2 separate regions of the Arachis hypogaea genome follow, and region 2 is linked to region 1. Evidence: chromatin contacts called from public Hi-C data. All regions are on one chromosome and are shown on one strand. Each heading gives the region's core, a stretch centred on a gene start, on an enhancer-like site or on the middle of the called end of the contact. The rest is flanking DNA. Distances are from core to core; before and after follow the strand shown.

Region 1 (7,125 bases), core at 2,935-5,434:
TTTTTGGAGAGGACACAAATTTCAAAGCATAGCACACAAATTTTCGAAGCATAGCACATTAAATTTTGCACATAATACAAATTTATTGATATAGCCCACAATTTTTTTCACATAACATACAAATTTTCGAAATGTAGCACACAAATTTTTAAAGTATAGCACACAAATTTTTGCACAAACTTATCGATATGATTAGGGATGTTCATGGTTCATTTTTCACATAGAAACTAGTTTTAAATCAGTTTATAATGTAGTGCACCAGTTTATGAATTATTCTCCACATCCAAGTAATTTTAGCATCTAAATTTATCCAAATAATTTAGAGTCACGCACTTCTCTTTTCTGTTTTTTCTCCCCCGCGCTTCTTCTTCTTCTTTCAAATTCACGTACGTTCTTCTTCTTCTTCTTCTCCGTTATCGTCATCACCAATAATACCAACATTTTGCAAACATCTTTATTAGTTCTGATTTTCTCTGCTGCCATCATTAAATAATTTCAGTTCATTTCTTAATTTATTTTGGTTCATTTGTGTGTTAATTTTTTATTAGTTCTGATTTTCTCTGTTTCCATCATTAAATAATTTCGGTTCATTTCTTAATTTATTTTGGTTCATTTGTGTGTTAATTGAGATTTATTTGATGTTGCTGATAAGTATTGACCAAAATTTATATTCCTTAAGTAATTTCGATGAGTTTTTGTTAATGATTGAGTCTTTTTTAAGCAAAAAAGAATGAAATTATTTATTATCAATTTATTCAATTATATTATATTTTATTCCATTCCATTCAATTTGTCTTGAAAGCCATTCCAACCATTGGGACAAATTATTCATCAACAACGCACCTGGACTACAAATAAACCGAAAATATTATTAAAGCAAAACCATTGTATAATACTAAATAAACCGAATATTTGTCCATTATATAAATTCGAATTCAGAAACATCTGCGTCTAGAATGAACCGAAAATATTATCAAAGCGAAACCACTGTATAATAATAAATGAACCGAACACTGTCCATTATATAAATTCAAATTCAATTCAAAATGTTGGTTTTTGTTAGCAAAATGTTGGTGTTGTTGGTGATTACAATAACAAAGAAGAAGATGGGAAAAAGAAGAAAAATCAAACAAAAAAGAAGAAATAAGAAGAAAAAAAATCCTGAAAACTTCTCATCATATTCTTCTTTTCTTATCTTGTTCATCTAATCAAATAAAGAAAAAGAAACACATAATGCTGCAAAATCACTTGATGGATTTGGATGTGTTTTTGTTCATGATTCAATTTTATTTGTGTGTTTGTTTTCAAATTAAGTTTGTGTGTCGCAATCATTAAGTAATTTCGATTCATTCTGGATTTAAATAAGGTACATTTAGTCTGTGCTTGTGTTTGAAATGAGTTTACATTATGAATTTAATTTTCAGTTCATTTTGAATATAATTTTGGTTCATTCTAAATATAATTTTGATTCATTTCTGTTCTGTACAATTCAAAACTCTTCCTCCTCACCTTCATTCTACTGCTTCTTCACCAGGGAGAGAAGGAGGAAAAGAAAAAAAATACAGTAGCAACAATAAAAAAAAGAATGACGATAAGGAGAAAACACGTGAAGAAGAAGGAACGCAAAAAAGAAGGAGGAGGAGGAGGAGGAAGAACGCGAAGAAGAAGGTGAAGAAGCAGAAGACGCTCTGTGCGTAAACGAGCATGAGAAGAAGAAGAAGAAGAAGAAGAAGCTGCGCGTATAATCGTGCTCTTTTAATGAGAGTGGTTTTTGTTGGCCCTACTTGAATGAACTTGGATGAAAAAATACTTGAATGTGTAGCACACCTAGGGGTGGCAAGCGGGGAAGCCGCCCTGCCCTGCCTAGTGAGGCGGTCCTAAAATCCCACCCCACCCGCCTAACTACGGGCTGGCGGGTTAAGCCCGCCAAATCTTCTCTTTTTTTTTTTACTATTAACTATTAAATAATATATACAATTTCACAATCATTTTAATAAATTTATAATTTCTAAAGGTATAAAAAATTATATTTTTTATATTCACAAATATTAAAGTCTTCGTAATTATGAATATCTAATAAACATAATTATAAACCAAGTTTTCATCCAAAATATAATTATAAATATTGTCTCCAAAACAAAATAAACATAATCCAAAACACTCAATTTTCATCTTTATTATCTTGTAAGTTGGGTTGGGAAAAGTTGGGTTTTGGCGAAAAAATTACAAAAATACCCCCTTGCCAAAAAAATACTAAGTCTGGTGAGAAAGTCCACCCCACCAAATCCCACGGTTTAAGCAATGCGGGTTAGGCGAGCTTTTACTATTTGGCAGTCCCAATTTTCTAATCCGGCTTGACATATTTAAGCCCGTTTGCCACCCCTAGCAACACCCCAGTTTAAACCAATTCATAAAAATAAAACCAATTTAAACTAATTTATATGCTAAACCTAGTTTTTAATATATAAAAAATCATATTTAATCGATTTTTCCTTTTTTTTCTCTCTCTACATTTCTCTTCTCTCTCCCCTCTCTCAACCTCTATTTTTTCTCACTCTATCATTATTTATCTTTTCTTTAATTTATTTTTTCTTTTTTTATCTTTATTTTTTTACTTTGATATAAAGATTTCTTATTTATTATCTTCCTTATATAATCTTTCATTCTAATATGGTCATGAATTGATGATCATACTGAAATTGTACATTTATGAGTATAATGTGACACAAGACTTTTAATCATTTATACTAAGAAAGTAAGAATTAGTTAACCTGATTTTTTTGAACATCTCTAGATATAGTATACAAATTTTTACCTATAGTACACAAACTTTTGTACATAACACACAAAATTTTATATATAACATACAAAATTTTTGTTGCGAATATATTTTGTTAGTTGAGTGAGTCAATGTTCTAAATATGTAGTTCTTCAAAAATTTCTGTGTTACACATAAAAATTTATTTATGCACCAAAATTTTTATATTATACACCAAAATTAATGTATTGTGTGTATTTCATTGGTTGGGTGTCAATGTTTTATGCATATGCTCTTTCAAATTTTTGTGTGTTGTATATTAAAATTTGTGTGTTGTAAACCAAAATTTATGTGTTGTGCATCAAAATTTCTATGCTCTAGTCTTTTGAACATTTATAGGAGAAGAAGAAGATGAAGATGATGAGTATGATGATGATGATAACGATAATAAAAGAGGATGAGTAAAAAAAAAATAGAAAAAAAAATTAAATAACAATAACATAATAACATTTATGAGTACACTATGACACAAAATTTTTGCATATAACACAAATTTTTGCACATAACACAAAATTTTACCTATAACATACAAATTTTTGCTGCGAATGTATTTCGTTTGTTAGGTGAGTCAATGTTTTGGATATGTAGTTCTCCAAAATTTATGTGCTACACATAAAAATTTATGTATTATACACCAAAATTAATGTATTGTTCGTATTTCATTGGTTGGGTGTCAATGTTTTAAGCATATATTCCAAAAATTTTTGTGTTGTATACTAAAATTTGTGTGCTGTACACCAAAATTTATGTATTGTGCATCAAAATTTATGTGTTCTAATCTTCTAACATTTATAGGAGAAGAAGATGATAATGATGAATATGATGATCATGATGATAATGATAATAAAAGAGGATGAGAAAAAAATAAAGAAAAAAAAATAACAATAACATCATCATCAAAAAGACGACTGCGGTGGCGATAGCAACGATGGCGACAACGGTGGCTGCAGCGACGCGATGACGTTGAAGAAAGAAGAAGAAGAAGAAGAATAAGGTGGAAGAATGATCATTAAAGGAGAAAAAATGTGACGCGTGGGTGATTTTTAAATTTTAACAACTTGATTAAACTTGATTACTCAAAAGACTTAAACACCTAGTACTTTTGTAAAATTATTTATAATAGAAAAATGGCCAAGTATAAATCGAATATTTAATATTTATTTAGACAACTTATTAAACTAATCACTCAATCAACTTACGTTCATTAAAAAATTTTATATTTAACAAATGAAGAATACATACATAAACAATGGGCTCCCATATGGAATTAAAAAAAAAAAACCAAAAAAGCTTGGATACTTAGCCCATGATTCCATATATAAATTCCTAATAATGTTTCCACTCATGTCCAAAAAAAAAATGTTTCCACTCCCCCTCTATACCATAAAGAATAAAATGCTACCCACGTATACACTCTCTTTTGTTGCTGTTGGCTATGCTATAGTTATCTTCCATTCTGCCATTGATCAAGACATGAACGACGGACAAATTACAGGGTCCTTCTGCACATGCATGAAAATATCAATTTATCTTTTACAAAATTTTACCTCAATTATCAGAAGTCTAAAAGCTAGCACCACCCATGACCCAACTAACGACGGCCATATTATTCGCTAATAACTTGATGTAGCATTTACCAAACAAAAAAAATGTGTGTAAAGATAGAGGACGTCCATGCCTCGGTGGAACTAAACTTCAAAAAAAATCATGATATTGATCTTTTAGCTTTTTTTTTTTTATACTACTAAAGTTCTATTATTTACTAAAGAAATGCTTAACACAACCAAAAAAAAATTAAAGCCATGAGTCATTTTACAAATTAATTTCTCATAAATATGAAGGCTTATAAGATGAAAATTCTTGATAAAGATGACAAATATATATTTAATGGGTAATTAACTAAAACCATAAAGGAAGCTCATAAAGCAAAAAGTATGAACATCAATGTTAAAAAAAAAAAAAAGTCAAACACAGAGGCAACAATGGCAACCAATAAAGAAAAAAAGAAAACATATTAGGAATATCTGAAACGAATCCAGTAATATTTTTTTTTTATTTGAGTATCATAACAAAAGGATCAAATAGTGGTTTAAGTGCATGAAAAAATCTATTGTATTTAAAGGTGGATACACCCTTACTTTTTTTAACTTTTGTGGCAAACTCACATTAGAGGAGATATATTCTTTATTTTCATAATGCAGTCACCAAAAAAAAAATAACTCTAAAAGGTGCAGGTACATGTATACACGTAAAATATAGTTTTAATTTAATGAAAACTGCATTATATTTTTCACAACAAAATCAGAGAAGATAGAGTTTAATTCAATTAGTATACTCAAAATACTAGATTAAAATAAACATTAAATATCACTTGATAAACACAAACCCAGCAACATTTACATTTCTTAAAAAAAAAAAAAGTATATGATTTGTAAGAAAAGAACTTAAAACAACCACTTGTAATTTAAATTCACAGGTGACTAGTACATTAAAAAGCATCCATGATTCAATTCAAGTTCTTCGGCCACAAACTATAAGCAAGGAGAACAAAAGATTAAACATAAGTTTCTCTGTCAATTGTGTAATTAATGTTGTCATCAAATTTTTCATAAGCTTAAAATAAAAATACAATTATCAGTAATGTATGTGATGCCACATGAACTTAAAATAAAACTAATATACATAGGAGAAACATTAATCAAGTAACATTAAATAAATAATTTGAAGCGTAAGCTTAATCTCTTCATTGAGAAAAATCATCGAACACTTTGTTTGCATCCAACATAACCATAGAGAATACATAAGAAACCAAGTGGAAAAAAGAAATCAAATTAGCAGTTCTTTTCGATACGTTACCACTCACGAGGCCCTATTTCAGGCAAGAGGAAGTTTAGGGGGCAGCAACTTTTGTGTTTTGTGGCCAGCACTTAATCATCAAAAGAAAAGTGAGTGATCTCCTACCATTGGATGTAATCTCACACCATTAAAATCACTATTGATGGCTAATTAATGGTTACAAAACACAAAAATTGCTGGCCCCTAGCACTCCTCTTCAAGCAATTAGGGAACCCTGCAAAACAGAAACTAAGACTCCGGAATATACAAGTCAAAACAAACCAATAAAGACCCCACAAAATGCAACAGTAACCATCGCAAAACAATCACAACACACTAATAACTAACAAGATTAAATCAAATGAGCACAGTTTGTTACAGAAATTAGTACACTATGATGCAAGTCATGAAAGATAACTCAAACTTTTATGAGAGATTCCAAGAAAAGCTGGCGAAGAGAAGCATAACACAAACTCGAACTCAAACAGAGAAGACCAATGAGAAGGAGAAGATGCTGATGAATGACAAAGAAGACAGTGACGAGGACTAAGCGAGGGATGGAGTATGCACTGAACAAAGAAAGAAAGAGAGAGAGAGAGATGTTGGGAATAAGACACCATTCCCCCTTGAGAAAACACCTTTGACAGAGAAATAAAATAGACACAATCACAACACAAGAATTTAACGTGGAAACTCCAATTACCGGAGAAAAAACCACGGCCGTTGTCAAATGACAACCAGAGAATATCACTATGTGAAAATTGTTACAGCACATAGACTTATTTCTCTCTAACACCGGCACCCCAGTACACCCACACTTTCTCAAAGCAAATATCTAACTACACCTCACAACACTCTCTAATCAAAGAGTACAGAGGAAAAGAAAAATCAGAAACAAGCTTAAAGTGTTTCTAACTGGTGCAAAAACAAATGGAGAACTTAGCCTCATATTTATAGCCTAGGCCACCCACTCCATTTGCTATCCTAAGCAATGTGGGACTAATTCAACCAAATCCTAACAATCTCCACCTTGATTGAAATAGTCACACATCTTCAGCTTCCATTGTCAACACCGACAATTCTTTGCTGCCATTGTCTATACCAACAATCATAGTTCAGAGAACTATCATACTCCACCATGAAAGTATACTCACTTGGAATTAGACCACTCCAATCATTTCGCCTTGGTACAGATCGAAACCTTACTGAAAATTCATGGTGCAACTTCCAAATTGGCTTTTCCTGGAAGTTTTTCAGTCATCGACCTAACTCCGCCACACACCTTGCATCTCAACGCCAACCAATGCCCGTGTGCAATTGTGGACCCGATTGCCACAACTTATCCTTATCCATGGCAGTGCGGTAATACCATGAGGATACTTCTTGTCTTCTAGAGAACATCATCTTCTCTCTTAGAGAGAGCAACCAGAGATCTTCTCCTTCAACGCCTTGTGCAAACCTGATTGTATCAA
Region 2 (7,057 bases), core at 2,515-5,014, 68 kb before region 1:
TGTTGATTTTTTTTTTTAATCTCTTACTTCCAAATTCTCCTATTCTTTTCAAAGCTTCCTCTCTTTTAATTCTATTTCTTTCAAATTTATCGTTAGTAAAAAAAATACATAAATTTTAGTTAAAATTTACGAATTGTATAAAATTTTTAATTATGACATAGAAACTTTAGTTAAAAAACACAAAAATCCGTATTGAATAATGCTAAAACATAATTTGAATAACACATAAGTTATTTGTCTATTATTATAAAATTTCTATTTTTGCTTCCTATATTTTTCTTAAAAACTTTGTAAATATAATTTTGTCTAAAAAATTTTGATGTTTATCAACACAAAGTTTCTATATTTATGGTCAATAAATTTTTATATTTGCTTACCATATTTCTCTTAGAAGATACTTATTTTATTGAGTTATTTGTTTGTTCTTCCTAAAAAAGTAGATGCAGAAAATAAACAGTTTGTCTGCAAATTTTTTAACTTGCTTCGTATACATGATAACTCTCTCAATTGGACTTGGAGATGAAACTAATTAGTTAACATCCATTAACCCCAATTTGCTAGCATCCTACTAACAACAACAACAACAACTTTAATAATGAGAATTATGATGGAAACTCGCCGCAGTCGACTTTCATGAAGTTGTTTTTGAATAGATGACACGTGTTATCATTTGGTTTAAAAAAAATCGATTTATTTTAAACAAATGATTTAATTAAAAAACTAATTGATATAATTATGAGATTAGATTTTTCATTGTATTTTATTTTAAAAATAAATTGATTAATTTATATTGAAAAATTGTAGTTAATTATTTACTATATAATTCTTTTTAACCAAAATTATAATTAAAAATCATTAAAAAAATAAAATTATCTAGTATATTGGACCAATTCAATGTTATCATATTTTTTATTTTTATTATAAAATATAAAAAATTTAATTCTAAAAAAAATTATGTTATTTTTTAGGATTTAATTTTTTTTATTGTGTTTTCATAAAGTTTGTACAAAATTCACCTATCACATTCACTAAACTTATTTATTTACGTAAAATTTGTTTAGGTTTTAATACGATTTAAATTGTGTTAGTATATTTTTATTTTTTAATCAATTTAATTTTATCTAAATAATTATAATTTTAAATTATAAAATTTGTATTATTTTATAATTTAAATTTTAAATAGATATCATTTAAATTAATAATTTATAAAATTATATGTATTCGTATTATTGTACTCATATGATTAATTATATTTATTTGATTTTTTTTTAAAATAACGGTTGTTAATTTTTAACTAACAAATAAATACACTTATATTATTTTTAAATTAAAATTTTTTAAATAAATTTATTCTTATTATTTTATTTTTTTAATTTAAATAAATATATTCGTATTATTTTAAATAAATATACTCTTGTTATTTTAAAATTTTTTAAATTTAAATAAACGTACTCATATTATTTTAAATAAGTATATTCTTTTAATTTAAAAATAATATGAATATATTTAAATAAAAAAATTAACAACCATTATTTTTTTAAATCGAATAAATATAATTAATCATATGAGTACAAATGTACAATAATATGAATACATACAATTTTATAAATCATTAATTTAAATTATATCTATTTAAATTTTAAATTACAAACTAATACAAATTTTATAATTTAAAATTCTAATTATTTAAATAAAATTAAATTGATTAAAAAATAAAAATATACTAATACAATTCAAATCATATTAAAATGTAAATAAATTTGTTGAGTCCATAAACAAATTTTACGTAAATAAATAAGTTTAGTCAATCTGATAGGTGAATTTTGTGCAAACTTTACGAAAACACAATAAAAAAATTAAATCCTAAAAAATAACAAGATTTTTTTTAGAATTAATTTTTTTTATATTTTATAATAGAAAAAAACCTGATTAACATTGAGCTGGTCTAATATATTAGATAATTTTGTTTTTTTAATAATTTTTAATTATATTTTTGGTTAAAAAAATTATATAGTAAACAATTAACTACAATTTCTCAATTTAAATTCATCAATTTGTTTTTAAAATAAAATACGGTGTAAAATTTAGCATCATAGCTATATCAATTGTTTTTTAATTAAATCATTTGTATAAAATAAACCGTTTTTTTTAAATCAAATGATAACACGTGTCATCCATCCAAAAACAACTTCATGTGAAGTCGACTGCAGGTGAGTTTCTGCCGAGAATTATTCATAGAGCTAGAAAGTTTTGGATTTAAAATTTTTTAAATTTGCTTCAAATTAAATAAAATTAAAAAAAATAAATAAAATTAATAACATTTATAAATAACTACTTTGTAAATAATATTTATAAATTCTCATCTTGATTTTGTTATATGTAATAGCAACATATTAATTTTGAATTTTACTTAATTTAATTCAAATTTATTTATTTTATATATTTTATATGTTAAATAATATTTTATTTTTATTTTTAAATAATTTATTATTTGATTTTCTTAATTATTAATGTCAGATAAATATTTTTTAATATTAAAATATAAAAATTATTTTTTTAAAAATAATAGAAAAGCAGCTGAACAGATTAGTACATGTTTAGCTTCTAGTAATAATAAAAAATAATATTAGATAACTAATTTTTTTCATCCAATTTTAATCTTTTTAAAAATTATTTTGTTTATCTTAAATTTTAGATTCTAAATCATAAGCTTTTAATTCTAAATCTTAAATCATAAACCTAAATGCTAAAGTTTACTAATTTAAAATTGGAGCAAATTTCATAGATAAATGGATTGAGAGAAAAAATTTGAGTATATTTGTATTTTTAATTTAAATTAAATAAATTAATTTATTAATTTTGTATACCACAATATGATTTATTTGAAGCACTATTTAAATAGTAATTCCACAAAAAAATAAACACTTAATGATAGTAATTCGAATCAAATAGATTCGATTTATTTGAAGCACTCTCTATAGTAAATCAAACATATTATATCGATTTACTACTGTCTAGCTTATCCCATAAATGGAATCATTTTGCTTCGATTTATTATGGACTGCATGAGTTCAGACATGTTTCTTACGAAATTGAATCTACTCATTTCGATGTAGTACTGCTCCTGTTAATTCGAATCCAATTAATTTAAGACATCTATGTAATTTTTTCTCTCAATTTATTTATCTACGAAATTTACCCTTAAAATGGGTTCTTATGTTTTGAAAATAAAATATGCAATGCAGCGGAACCCCATTTCTGGGATTCCTTCATTTTGCACAATCTCTTGTTCTCAGTCAGTGATGGAATTAAACCGCAGCAAATCGTGGTAATGGTGAAACTACCTAGAAGAAGAACAATATATATAAAAATAGTATTAAGGATGCTTGACCCCCTATAAAACGAGTAAGATTACCATCCCCACTCCATTATAAAACCAATCATAAAATCCATCACATGCAAAGTTAGTGGTAACATATAAAGGGCCAAAATAGTGCCAGAGAGTCTTTGGCTACTATTTTGGAGAACAATAAGAACCTGCAATGCTCTCTGCTAAATCTCTTATCTCAAACACCCGAGTCTCATGCAGATTTTGATCTAGCTACAATCACCCATAACCATGAGGGAAATGGGTAGATGTAAACACATGAATTACTCATCATCAGCTTCCTCTACCTTATCAACATGCCTAGACTAAGATTCCATGTTCATGCAGGGACTTCATATTATTTTTTAAACTTCATGATGAAAAAAGCACACCTCTCATCTTCATCTTGTGGAATCCAACAACCGGTGCTGAGAATACCTTATCATATCCTATTGTTCTCTCAAGTTCTCCTCGGAGAGGCGATTAGGAGCCGCTACAACTTCATGCTGGTTGTTTAAGGTATGACGTGTGCAATGATGACTACATAGTCACTGCAGGGAGTAAGGTCTCTATAAATGGTGTGCTGTAACCTATTTGGAGCTATTCTCTGTTAGAACTCAATTCATGGAACGAAATTAAAGATTCCTATTGTCCATTTCGGATAGACTCTACATGTGGGGTATCCACTCTATATGTAAAGTATGAAATTGCAACAGTATTATGCTATTTATATATCCTTCTTTTTCTTTATTTAGATATATGTGGCAAAGATGGAGATACAAAATTAGAAACACTCCACAGAAACCTAATTCTCAATACATACAGAGAGAAGAATTCAAAAGAATCAAAACAAGAAGAATGCTTATTTCTTTTTAAAAATAGATCAGGCTCTAAAATATCAAAACAAGAAGAATGCTTATTTCTTTTTAAAAATAGATCAGGCTCTAAAATATCTAAAATACATTGTAATGCTCCTGTAAACTTCCTTGCTTTATGGTCAGGGCAGAGCAGTGCTCATCCTTAACACATTAATCCACGCTCCTTAGAAACAAGATTAAGATAAATGAAACTTCTCCATCAAACTAATACAATAAAAAAAAAAGAAACAATATAAAGAGAACAATTGTATCTCAGGCTTACTGGCACAGAAAGCAACTTTGGGCCCAAAAATTTTGGTCATCTTCATACCAATATAACAGAATCGACAGAGAGAGATGATCATTCTTTCTCATCTAGTTTCTGCTTGGTCCCACCAATTTCATCAACCGGAGGTAATGTCTACATAGGGATAAAAAAGGAAGATTTAACAACACTATAACAAATAGATCTAGATCCTCTAAAATTCACCCTCCTGTACTTTGGATAGTAAATAAATCAAAGGATATCTATATATATAGTATGTATATCTTGTAAAGAGCGTTATTCCATCAATGGTTAGCACATTTGACTGTAAACATGATATATGATAGGCAGATGGCGCACAGTAGCTCATTTGATCCACGTACTCAACCCTATCTAGTGGAATAAGGCTTTGTTGTTGTTATAGTAAATTGGTTAGTCAGCCGTGGTCTAAAATGTGGATAGATATTTTTATTTAGTATAGGTTTCAAGCAAGTAAACAAAGTCCTTATGCATTATGACAAAGATGAAGCATTCACAAATGAAAACATACATAGATTGTTAAAGTGAAGAATGAAGCTTACAAGATTGGGTTTGTAGATATTATGGACAATAGAGGCACCACCAAGAAGAGAGCAAACAACGACAAGACAGGACCAAGCCAGCGATGGAGTTCCTGTGGGCTGCCTTCCTCCTCCTAATTTCCGATTCATCACACTTTTCCGCACAACCTGTTTCTTCTTCCGACTTGCTAGGGATTATCGTTTTCCTTTTTGTTTCTGCAGTGCTTTTTGCCTCTTGAGCCTCTGTATTAAGTTTTTTAAAGTCTTAGCTAGTCCAACTTAAATTTAAAGGAAAAGAAAACATATAAATAAAAAATTCATAAGGCAAGTGAAAGTCATGGATGATACTATTGTTGGTTTATTGTTGACAATGAGAATTCCAAAATCCCCCAATCGTAAAAGACGGAGAAGGATGGTTGAGTGTTTGCATTCAATTCAATATTTAGTCTCATGTAAATCCAAAAATACACAAAAATTAAAGCTTCAACACCATCAACCAAAGTATCATTCTCTCATGGTCTCATAAGATGTAGCACAGATCTCAAAAACAAATACAAATATAAGATAAAATATCACAAGTCTCAATAATATCATATCGTAAGAGCAACAACAAGAACAAGTTAACATGCCAAATCATGCCACTAACAGAAGCAAAAGAAGAAAAAGAAAATTACAAAATTACAGATTAAGTGTTTAAGTTTACAGAAGCAACAAAAAGATCGAAGCAATTAAGCAACAGATAGTCTGAAACAATAATGAAAAATTACAGAAGCAAGGTAAGAACACAAGCAACTCGCAAGGCAGGAAAAAGAAAGAGCGAAGGAGATAAGTTAGGAATACGAACAAGTGAGCGGAAGGGAGGCAGCGGCGGAGTGAGGGGACACGTAAGTAGGCGGAATGACGGGTCGTGGCGGCAGGCAGAGAGAAGGGAAGAAAGGAAGAACAACAGAACAGAAGAGAAAAGGATGAAGTAGATTGAGAGTTCGCTGAAGAGCACAGATCTGAATTCTGAAGACTAGAGAGAAATGAGGGTCTGAGTAAGAAGTGGAGAACTGATCAAGGGAGCAGCAATTCTGGCACTTTTTAAATCTGGTGTTGCCCTTCCACTAGTATTTTCCACCAATGTTAAGTGTTTTTTTTTTTTTTTTGGTTGAACAACTTGGTGTGTTTTTTTAATGTAGAAATCACAAATTTGTGACTTTCAAAATTTTTTTTATCATGCAAATCTAAAGGTCAGATTCTTTTTTATTTTAAATTTTTTTAAACATACAAATTTGAAAAAAATAAAATAAATGTGCTGATTTGCTGTACAAATAAAAAAAAATTATTATAATACAAATAAGAATGTCCGATTTATGCACCATAAAATCTAACCCTTAGATTTTTCTATAAATTTTATTATTCATCAAATCCAAGGTTTTAAAAATCAGACCAGTCAACCAACTTGAATTGGTCGAGTAGTCAGTTCACTCATTCGCTTAAGCAAGTGTCCGAAATTCGAATTTCACCTTGTGCATGCAGACCTATTGGCCAATGACAAATCTTTAAATGAGCTCCTGGTTTACTGATTTAACCAGTTCAACCATAATAACTCTTTTATAAAAAAATTATAAATAAAATATAGATAAACACACTAAAACATAATTATAATCTAATATAAACCTTAAAATATTATCCAAATTTAAAGCACTGCATCAATGGGATTACCAACACTATATAATATTGCCCTACAATCACCTATGTTGAAAACAAATAGTTTATTCTTGACTACGAGTGCAGTAACTTATCTTTGAGATGAACTGAATCAAGAAAATGAGAATAGGATTCTCCTCCAATAACTTATCTTTACATATAATGCAAATTCCTACGAATAGAGATAACATCAAAGAGCTCCCAAGTCACAACCATGCAGCACAATAAAAGAAGTGCATCAATTGCCATTAGTTCATAAGCATATTCTATTGCAAAGTTTAACATTTTTTTAATGTGCAAAGGTTTCATTAGTTAC

Evidence for each region. Hi-C and Micro-C count contacts between places; a contact is called where the count stands out from the background.
Region 2: a contact with region 1 is called in a Hi-C map of an unstated tissue, with 2.0 times the contacts expected there. The contact joins two enhancer-like sites. A contact is called at or near these places in 3 of 8 Hi-C or Micro-C datasets (leaf and an unstated tissue).

The regions. Positions count from the first base shown.
Region 1 is chr16:129,920,995-129,928,119 of arahy.Tifrunner.gnm2.J5K5, reverse strand. No RefSeq gene overlaps it. Among protein-coding and RNA genes, the nearest start is that of LOC112755001, 4.3 kb to the left of the region's middle. Within about 2 kb of position 4,184, at least 2 of the 3 cell types and tissues checked have open chromatin away from gene starts, as enhancers often do.
Region 2 is chr16:129,988,853-129,995,909 of arahy.Tifrunner.gnm2.J5K5, reverse strand. It overlaps LOC112755005 (a long non-coding RNA gene), which reads right to left. Exons shown (of 5, transcript XR_003178871.3): 2 at 5,894-7,057; 3 at 5,071-5,292; 4 at 4,508-4,645; 5 at 4,086-4,408. Among protein-coding and RNA genes, the nearest start is that of LOC112755005, 4.6 kb to the right of the region's middle. Within about 2 kb of position 3,764, at least 1 of the 3 cell types and tissues checked has open chromatin away from gene starts, as enhancers often do.